Linked DNA regions of Mus musculus: all the other regions are linked to region 1. A link is a contact called in public Hi-C data. All regions are on one chromosome and are shown on one strand. Each heading gives the region's core, a stretch centred on a gene start, on an enhancer-like site or on the middle of the called end of the contact. The rest is flanking DNA. Distances are from core to core; before and after follow the strand shown.

Evidence for each region. Hi-C and Micro-C count contacts between places; a contact is called where the count stands out from the background.
Region 2: a contact with region 1 is called in a Hi-C map of liver, with 4 times the contacts expected there. The contact joins the enhancer-like site here to the promoter of Oma1 in region 1. A contact is called at or near these places in 1 of 39 promoter capture datasets (epiblast stem cells), 2 of 484 Hi-C or Micro-C datasets (liver and nephron progenitors), 2 of 115 datasets of contacts at active chromatin or transcription factors (double positive thymocytes and intestinal villus epithelium) and 2 of 9 other capture datasets (adipose tissue and liver).
Region 3: a Hi-C map of pancreatic cancer cells shows a contact between it and region 1, with 2.4 times the contacts expected there. The contact joins the enhancer-like site here to the promoter of Oma1 in region 1. A contact is called at or near these places in 5 of 39 promoter capture datasets (the 3T3-L1 cell line, 3T3-L1-derived adipocytes, the C10 cell line and 1 more), 4 of 484 Hi-C or Micro-C datasets (B cells, Th2 cells, nephron progenitors and 1 more), 2 of 115 datasets of contacts at active chromatin or transcription factors (bone marrow-derived macrophages and regulatory T cells) and 3 of 9 other capture datasets (adipose tissue, liver and pancreatic islet).

Annotation. Positions count from the first base shown.
Region 1 is chr4:103,312,378-103,315,916 of GRCm38.p6, reverse strand. Oma1 (OMA1 zinc metallopeptidase) reads right to left here and starts at 2,071. Exons shown (of 9, transcript NM_025909.3): 1 at 2,034-2,071. Gm36523 (a long non-coding RNA gene) reads left to right here and starts at 2,195. Exons shown (of 6, transcript XR_867961.2): 1 at 2,195-2,445.
Region 2 is chr4:103,247,491-103,250,850 of GRCm38.p6, reverse strand. The region is part of intron 5 of 4921539E11Rik (RIKEN cDNA 4921539E11 gene); the gene reads left to right. Among named protein-coding and RNA genes, the nearest start is that of Slc35d1, 34 kb to the right of the region's middle. Within about 2 kb of position 1,255, at least 30 of the 459 cell types and tissues checked have an H3K27ac peak or open chromatin away from gene starts, as enhancers often do. A contact at or near this core is called in intestinal villus epithelium and liver, where this site is marked.
Region 3 is chr4:103,197,819-103,200,881 of GRCm38.p6, reverse strand. All of the region lies in intron 8 of Slc35d1 (solute carrier family 35 (UDP-glucuronic acid/UDP-N-acetylgalactosamine dual transporter), member D1), which reads left to right. Among named protein-coding and RNA genes, the nearest start is that of Gm46864, 16 kb to the left of the region's middle. Within about 2 kb of position 1,616, at least 20 of the 459 cell types and tissues checked have an H3K27ac peak or open chromatin away from gene starts, as enhancers often do. A contact at or near this core is called in pancreatic cancer cells and regulatory T cells, where this site is marked.

The DNA.
Region 1 (3,539 bases), core at 822-3,321:
GTACTCTGCTTCATTTTTATTAAAATGAATAAGAGGACAGCTCTGCACAGTGCGGGTTAGTGTGATAGATGCAGGCAAGCTGCAGCAAGGCCAGGCAGATGTGAACAGTCACACAAAGGAGGCCCAACTATATAACAAAATTTGTTTTTTATGTTGCCAAATGTTACAAACGTTTCTGCAAACGCTACAAATTCAGTCTTAATGTGAAATTTACCTATTTTAAAATGTTGCCAACCAAATTAATAAAAGTTGATCATCTTAACCAAACATTCCTGTATCTCATTGGTTAAGGATTGTTTTAGTCATTGATTCATTAATTCATTGATAAATCATTATAGGAATGAATGCTACAAGTCAGACGCCACTCTGTGTAGCAGATAAAAAGCAAAGACAAGACAAAAATGCCTGCCCAATCAGTAAAGCTAGTAAAGACAAACACACGAATAGATACAGATATAAGTCTTATAAAAAGCCTACGTGAAATTCAGGGGGCAGAACGGTGTTTATGAGGAATCCAGTATTTCCTCTTTCTGGGCAATTTAAGTGTTTACAGGGTATGTTACTTTGTGAATCCTAAGCCAAGCAAGCTCTTCTGTAATTTCCACTGGTTATCTGTGAGCTTTTCAATAAACTTCCTAATGTTGCTTCCAGCTTCCCAGTTCCAAAGGCACCTTCTCCAAGCCTCCTTCATCCACTGCTAAATGACAGAACATCTAGTGTATAGATATCCCCCCTCAGAAAATAAACTCTCTTCCAAATGTCATGCACCCTATTCGAACTGCTGGGATCTATCTGCTCATGAGAAAAGTGCTCATTTCAGAGCAGGTGCAAACATATTTAACGTAGTCTACCCATAGAAGGTAAAAACAAAAGCTCCAAACACTAGGTACATAATTAAAATCATTAGCATTTCTAACACTGGCAATCAAGTGCCATCCAGAATAGAAACCGTAGTTGTTAATCCGTAATCACTGATTAATCCTTCAAAAAAAAAATGTTTTTAATGGGGAAAGAAATCTGTTTATACATTTTCAAAGAGCCAGTCACTACACTACACAGCACCTAAGAAGAACTGGGACTGACGTGTGCTCTTCAAAGAACTGTGGCAGGCCAACAAACATAGCTGGCAGACTTGTAGGATTAGGAAATTAATGATGTGAGAAAATTACACAATTTGGATTGCTAGCCTCTAAGAACATTTCAAACCCTTAGTTCTTCAAGTGCCATCTCAGAATGAGCAAGTAGTGCGCACTCACTCGCACTCACTGCTGATGGCTAGGAGACAGTTTTAACAACTCTTACTGAAAACTACAATTTCTTCTCTAGTTTCTATGGAAACAGCTGTCAGATTGGCAAAAATAGGACATGCACTTTAAAATAATCATTCCAGCTAAGTACACATGATGGACAGCTTCTTAAAAAAAAAAAAAAAAAAAAAAAGTAAGTTATCAGGGTTGGCTCTTAAGCTTCCAAATGTCACACCGCACCCCTGCATCTTGGCTCGGGATGATGCCTATGAAGTTAAATCCTTTTAAGAGGGCTCCAAGACCTTGAGAGACGCTAGGAGGCGATGAACTCCTAAATTCCAAATGTGGGGTTTTCATCTGCTGGGACTAACATTTCTGGCGGAGGTTTGCCCCAGCACAGTTGCTCCCCGTCACACCGCGAGTGCTAAGTATTATAACAAGTGATCCTTGAATACAAGTTTTTGAGGAAACCAATGAGCTCCCTGGAACTGCTCCGACTGCGCTAATGCTGCGAGCTGGGGCAGGAGAGCATGTGTCGCTCTGCACAAGGACGAGCGGCGAGGCGGAGGGGAGACCCGCACAGGCCAGACCGGCAACGCCTGGAGGAAGCGCCGCTTAGGAGGAAGCCACCACCCGAGGCGGGAGGCAAACTTCCAGAAAGCTCCACCCACCGAGCCGTTCGCCTCGTCCGGCACGGCCTAGGCCCACCGCGGTCCCCGAATCCCCCGGGCCCCGCTCCCCTCTCCGCCCTCCCCGCCCCGCTCTGGAAGAACGCCGAGCCGTCACCGTGAGCGCGCACTGAAGCCACAGCCCGAGCGGAATCCAACAGCCGGCTCCGCGCAGGCGCACACCTTTCCCAAGCCCCGCCCCCTCACTTCCTGCCCTGGGGACCTCTCCGGCGCTTTTTGCTCCGCCCTTGTGAGAGCCAAGTCCGTTTCCCCAGTCCCAGTCCTGGCCGGCTGCGGCTGTACGGACTGTGGCGCCGTCTCGCCCCCGTGTGGTGGGAGGAGGATAGCCCAGATTTAAGCTACCTGCCAGGAACTCTACACCTCCTTGGTACTTGGCATGGCTGTGTTGGATCCATGCAAAACCGTGCCTGCTGTAGTTTCTACACCAGTTCTGCCAAAAGGAAAGCGATTCCAGGGGCTGCTGGAGAACTATGATGCCTTGACTTGAAGCTGCACTGATCATTCTGATCGTAGGTATAACATTAACTCCAGCATCCCGATTACTTACTAACAATCATCCCTCAGTCCTAGATAAAGGTGCATAAAAATAAGACTAAATATGAAAGACTGTTTCACCATGATCGCTCTAGGACACCAGACTTATAAGTGGTCAGCAGTATTCATGACAACAGCTCCTGGAGTGTCCTAAGACCAGATTTCATTGTGGGAATGTTTTACAAAGGAGTGTGAATACTGGCAGGCATGATTCTGTGGGAGCTGCAGCTACCCACCAGAGCCAAAAAAAAAAAAGATGCTTTGTGATTATATGAATTATTCTGGTTTTCTAATAGGCTACCTAAGACACACATTAAAGATAAAAATACTATTTATGTATTCAACTATTTATGTATTCAACAAATATTTATCTAATGTGTGACAGACACTTCATGGTGGTGATCAATATCATATGGTTACTGCAAGGAAGACATCATGAAGCAGGGATTGACAAAGGTGGACAGAGAGCATGACTACACTGAAGGTTTAGGCGTATTCAATCCATCACATCCGCTAGATGGGCTGTGGAAATATTTATAAGCAGTCATAGAGTGAACATGGTTCTACAACCCAATGGGAGCTGGGAACATAACTAGCAGAGTCACCAGTAAGGAAGAGATGAGTCAGACCTTGGGTACCATTGAGGAAAGGGGTAGATGGGTTAAGAGAAAATAGAAGTTGGGAGACAGAACCCTAGAGAACTTAAACATTTTAAAACTCAAACGAGGGCATGGTGGTTTATCTCTTCAGTTCTACCATTTAAGAGGCTGAAACCAGAAGATGACTTTGAATTCAAAACCAGGTTGGCAGATTCCATGGTCAATCCCAGGTCAGCATGGTCTACAGAGTAAGACTCTGTCTTAAAACCTAAAAAAACAAAAACAACAAAAAACAACAACAACAACACAACAAAAGTAAGAAGAGAATTAGATAGATAGAGAAAGCCAAAAGGAAGGGAAGGGGGTTGGGGTGAGTATTCAGTATGCTATAATTAATGGTAACTTACCAATACTTAACTTCATTTAAAGATAGTGATATTTTTCTGGGTATAGTGACACACCCTTCTAGT
Region 2 (3,360 bases), core at 6-2,505, 64 kb after region 1:
ACTTATGGTCCTTCTCATATTGATTCTTCATGTACTTCTCTAAGCTTCCAGAATTTACTATTCATGTGTTTTGCCAAAATAAACAAACATACCAGCCTCATCGCATCAAATATTATTCTAATTCATTCTCCCTGGCCTTTCCTTCTGTTACTCAGACATGTGTATAGTTATTGTTCCACAGATTTCTGATTCACATACATGTGTGTATATGTATGTGTGTGTGTGCATGTGTGTGTATATACATATATAACTTCAGTATTCTATCTGTAAATTCCTAAACTTTTGCTTTTACATCTCTTTGTTTTAAATTCAGCCAGAGATATTTTTAAATTCTAAGTATTACTTATTTTTAGTCTTATAATTTTCACTTTTTAAAGAGTTGAGGGAAAGCATCAATGAAAGTGGAAGAGGGAAAGCAATGGAGAGTAATGGTAGAATGGTTCAAAATTCATGTTATACACATATAAAAATGTCAAAATGAAACCCATTATTTTATACACAAGAAAAAATTTAAAATCTCTGACTATCCGGATCCCCTTAGGGCTATCCTCACTTAACTTTTTTTTGACTGAAACTTCATTTTCCTGGTTCTCTATACATCAACTTGGATTTGCTGAATGTCATGACTGTTGTATTTAGGACATTCAGTTCCCTACCTTCAAAAAACATTGTCTTATCAGTTCCCCTTGATGCACTGAAAAGACAAAATACTCTTAAAAGAACAGCTTGTATTTTAGCTTAGTTATTTCCATCTTAGCTGGCTGACTATAGTCTTCCCCAAACGGTATGGATCTGAGTCAGCCAGAGACTTGGTCAGAAACCGTCCTGTTGGCTTTCTCTTCCTAGCCTTCCCCCATCACCTTCCAGCAGCTTTGGTTGCCCTGAACTCTGTCCTGCTTTTTCCTGGCCAGTGGCTTTACTATCAGGTGTATGCTCAAGGCCAGCTGCAGCCTGCCGTCCAGTGAAACCTCATATAAACGCCAACTTCACTCTCTTCAAATCACTGAGACCGAATTCAGTGGTTTATCTTTCTCACTATTTTCTTTCACTCTGCTAAATGAGAGGAGAGAGAGAGGGAAGTGTGTGTTTGTGTGTGTGTGTGTGTGTGTGTCTGTGTGTGTGTGTGTGTGTGTGTGTGTGTGTGTGTGTGTGTGTCTGTGTGTGTGTGTGTGTGTGTGTGTGTGTGTGTGCTATTTCTTATCTGAGGTAGGGCATTCCTGATAAGAGACTGCTTACTCATGGTGAATCAGAATTGCCAAAGGCATTTTCGGTTTGGTGTGTTTGCTCAGTTTCTTTTCTCTTTTACAAGTGCCTGTGTGCTGCCTGTCTCTGTTTCTCTCTCTCTCTCTCTCTCTCTCTCTCTCTCTCTCTCTCTCTGTGTGTGTGTGTGTGTGTGTCTGTTTCTCTGTGTGTGTGTCTTTCTCTCTCTCTCTCTGTCTCTCTCTGTGAGTGTGTGAGTGTGTGTTTTCTTGAGTGTACAGGTTCCATCATTATTTCTAGTTCATTATTCTATCCTTTCTAAAAATTCATAAGCAATGATGGATGTCGCTTTCTTCTTCTTTGTTTTCTTTCTTTGCATGGGTTAGGGGTTGAATGTATGGACTTGCACATGCTAGGCAGTGCTCTACCAGTGGTCTAGACCCCACCTCCCAAACACACACCCTCTTTTACTTTTTGTTTTGAGGCTAATAACATGAATAAAATGCTGCCCCAGGGTAGCTTCAAAATTGTGATCCTCCAACCTTAGTCTCTCAAGGAGCTGCAGTCATAGACCCAGTTGGGTGTCAGTCTCAGCAGTTCATAGACTACTGGGTTCATTGTCTCAGCTACGCTATTGGTTGTTAGTTTTACAGTCATAAACTTTAAAATTGTGTTAAAATAGTTATATCGTATAGATTTATGGTGGTTCTATTTGTAATAGTGGTTTCATCTAAACACAGACCCATTTATAGTATTGTTGCTATTGAGTATACTATTTATAGTATGTTGGACCTGGCGTGGTGGTACCTGCCTGTCATCCCAGCACAGGAGAGGCAAGAGGACTGCAACAGCAAAGCCAGCCTGGGTCACACAAGAAGACCCTTTCTCAAGCATGCAAGCAAGCAAATACTGAAACAGTAACCAAAACATTACATCATTTTCCTGCCATTTTAGCTCACCGGGAAATGAATTATAAAAAACATTATCTCTTAGAGACCTTGCATTCATATAACTTCATTTGAAGTTCCAGGACAGCCAGGGCTATACAGAGAAACCCTGTCTCGAAAAAAAAAAAAAAATGTATACTGTTAATTAGCATGTTATTTAGCACTCTACATGTCTTATAAAAAAAATCCTAACATTATGAGATTAGAGTGTAGGTTTTTACATCATCTTTTCAGGCTTTGATGTTAAGACTACACCTGATCATGTAAACAACTGAAAAGGGTTTTGTTGTTTGTTTGTTTAAGTTAATTGACACAGGCTCCTTTTGTGGTTGGTTGGTTAGTTGGTTTGTCTGTTTCCTACATGAAAGTTTGAAAGAACTCATCCATCAATCTATTTGGGCCTGGTTCTTTGAAATAGACTTAACTGGTGCATAATAACTACATTCAGTTACACATGTATATTTTAATGCACACATACAATGCATAATTATCAAATCAGGATAATTAGTATATCCATCACCTCAAACATTTACTTCTCTGTGTTGAGAAACATTCCAAATGCTCTCTGCTAGTTATTTTGAAATGTGTAACTATAGTCACCTCACTGTGGTCTAGAACAATAGAGCTTAATCTTTCCTTTTGTGCTGGGCAGGGAACCCAGGCCTGGCTCTTGTTAGGCAAGCCTGTATAGAGTTGCACCATAATTCTAATTAAAAAAAAAAAAAGACAGGTGCTCTCTTGTAGCCCAAACTAGGCTCAAGGTGCTAACACTCAACCCCCAAAGCCTGGGATTGCACGTATGCTGCCGTGCCTGATTTGTGATTTGTTTTGAACTTTGGTATTCTGCTCTTTCCAGCTTTTTCTCTTCCTTTAGGCCAATTTCTTTGGCCATTTAGGGACTTTGGTGGTAGCACAAAATTTGGGGGTTTTATACATAGACTTGGAGGATATGGCTGTGAGCTAAATAAGGTAAATCTGTAGGTTGCTTTAGACAGTATGGTCACAGTTTAACATTAGTAATTCTTCCAATTCATGAACATAGGATGTTTCCCCTTTCAGGGTGTATAAAGCAATTCTTTGGCGGGGATGGGGGTGAGTGGAGGAGGTAGGGGTGTCTAGCACCCCTTTTGCTCCTAAGTAACTATAGGGCATTTCCATGTGTGATCTAGCCCTTTTAGCTCCTGACATGGTTGGCATTTTAAGCTGCAAGACT
Region 3 (3,063 bases), core at 367-2,866, 110 kb after region 1:
TGGGTTTGCATTAAGAAATCTAGCAAGTGGGCTCTGAGAGGTCCATTCCCCAGAGGGCAGGAGTGGACACAGTAGGTGATGCTGTGAGTGGACACGTTAAGAATTAGAGGCTCAGACACCCAGAATGCTCTGTAAATGACAGCACAGAGTCTATCTGGAAACTCATCCCAGGGGGCACATGGCGTAAGTGTTGGCCAGAGCAGTCTGAGAACTGAGACTCGTTTCTGTGTGATTCTGTCCCTCCTTTTTCCCCTTCCTCCCTCTTTCTTTCTTATTTACAAAATCTTGGGATTACTAGAGAGGTAAGGACCAATATACTTTAGCACTTAGTTTTAGAAAAGATGCATCTTACAAAAATACTCTTTAAAAAATACAGCCAGAAGAGAAATATACCTGAGAAGCAGAGTAGAACTGGACCTAGTGTCAGGGTGTGGGTGAGCTGGCTCCACCCCTCGATGGCTGCAGTGCTTGGGAAATCTGAGCATCATGGTAGAGTTGGCCCTGGTGGCATGTGTGTAGAGAACTGAGAACTAGTCCACCCCTGGCTGGAGTGGTATGGTAGAGCTGGCCCCACCCCTTGCTACTACAGCACTCAGGAGGATGGTAGAGCTAGCCCTGGTGGCTCCTGCTCAGGAGAGCTGGCAGGCTGACCAACTCAGCTACCATCCAGGCACAGATCCAGGGCTTTGAGTTGGCCCACCCCAGCATCTACCCCATCTGTGAACTGCTGGAGCTTATGAAGGAGCCACTCCTGCAGGTCCAAAGCCAAAGGATCTCCATTACACAGGGCAATAATAGGATATCTGAGAGGAGCCCTGTAATTATCCAGTATTGATGATGCACTGGAAGCCTGGGCCTTGAACCAGACCAGTGACTCATTACAGTGAACATTTGCAAGTAAAGCTATTTGGGCAAAGAGTATATATATTGTGGGACAGGCCATGACACGCTATGACACACTATGACACACCATACTGCCACATGCCACAGCTTCCATGGCAAGATGTTTTCTTTTTTAATTTTTAATTTTCTTTTGGGAGGGAGGTTGCAAGGATGGAGGGAGGGAAAGATGAGTGGGATTGGAGTGCATGATGTGAAAAATCACAAGGAATCAATAAAAAGTTCAAAACCAAAACCAAAACATAGCCAGGCTTGGTTTGCATCTATAATCTCAGAAGTTGTGAGGCTGAGGCAAGAGGATGGGCCTGACTTTGGGGGCAGCCTGGCTAGCAGTGTGAGACTGTTCCAAAACCAAGCAACCAACCAACCAACAAACGCCCTCAGAGGCCCCCATTGTGGGAGCAGGAGGCCCAGGAGGCCCAGCTCATCCTTGGCTACACAGTGAATTTGAGATGAGCCTGTACTATATGAGACCCTGTCTCAAAACACCAAAAGTCTGTGCAGTGTTCAGAAATTGTCTTCCTGTTAATAATAATAAAAAAAAAAACTTAATAACATGGGTAAAAACAGAGTGGGTATCATTTGACTAGTGTCTTTCCAAAATGTCAGGATAGGTGTGTTCATGCTGTGAACTGCTGCCCCCAATAGGGAGTGCTGCAGCACAAAGCCAGCACGGAGAGTGGCAAGGCTTGCTAGCTTCCTGGCGGCACTGCGGGGTGTTCTTTGTTACCTATGCAGGAAAGCCCCTGCTGTGGCTCTCACTAGGCCATTGCAGTAGGTCGCCCAGTGCATTGACTGATGGCTTCTCTAGGTTGCACTGAGTGGCCTGCCTCAGTTCAAGGGAAAGTTGCTGTCCAGGTCTAAGTAATTACTAAGCATTACTTTCATGGCTTAGGATTAAAGCCTTCTAGTCTCCTTACTTAGTCTGTTAAGACTTACTGATCGTTTTTTAAGATTTGTTTATTTTATATATGTGAGTACACTATGAGACACATCAGAAGAGGGCATTGGATCCCTGTTGCAGCTGGTTGTGAGCCACCATGTGGTTGCTGGGAATTGAACTCAGGACCTCTGGAAGAGCAGTCAGTGCTCTTAACCCCTGAGCCATCTCTCTAGTCCAACTTACTGAGGTTTTTGTTTTGTTTTGTTTTTCCTAGGATCACTCTGTGAACCACACAGGTTGATTTTTTTGAGATCCTATAGTATTTCTTCCACATACATACATACATACATACATACATACATACATACATACATCTCTTATTTTTAGGCTTTGGTGTTCTGGTAAAACAAGTGTGTTGGATCAGGAATTCTTTACCTACATATGGATGGGTCTTTCTCAGTTTGCGTATTCTTTAACTGTCTTTGTCTTTGAGGGTGTTCCTTTTAAAATAGGAGCAGTGACTCAGTAGGTAAGGTGGGGTGTGATTTGTATCACATACAGGGTTAGAGCCCTGAGAGCAGAGAGGAAAGTAGTGAAACTGTCTGGGAGCTAGTTTCCTGTCTGAGGCAGGAGCAGGGTGCAGAGGGAGAAAGGGGGCAGCTGGTTATACAGTATGGAGTGGAATACGACGGGTAGTCTATGGCCACTGCCCTTGGCCTAACTTTCCTCATAGGGAGAGAACTGTGGAGATCATTTGTCCTGCTAGTACCCTTCTGCCTTGGCAAGTTTCCTGGCAGTTTACTGCTGGGTAAGGACTCAAGCTTTCTCCTCCATAGTTTTCAAAGTGACACGATATTATTCTTGTTCTTCTTCCTTAAATATATAGTGTGTATTTATATATTTCACTTATTCAGTGACTGTTTCAAAATGTATATAATGTATGTTGATCATATCTATTGCCCACTCTCCCTCACTCCCTATGAAAATTCCTAACATGCTCTCTTCCACCATCATGTTCTCTCCTTCCCCTCTCTGTCTGTTTCTGTGACTCTGTCTCTCTGTCGCTGTCTGTCTCTGTGTCTCTGTCTCTCTGTCTCTCTCAGGTAGTGTTATCTGCTGGAATAGCGACTACTCTTGCTGGCGTGCCTTTGTGCAGGGGATCACATTGCAGAGGGCTCATGAGTGCCATCTTCATAGACACTCCCTTTTCGGCCAGTTTAAATAACTCAGGCAACTAAAGAACAAAGGTTTTTTTTCAAATATTTTTATTTAACCAAAAA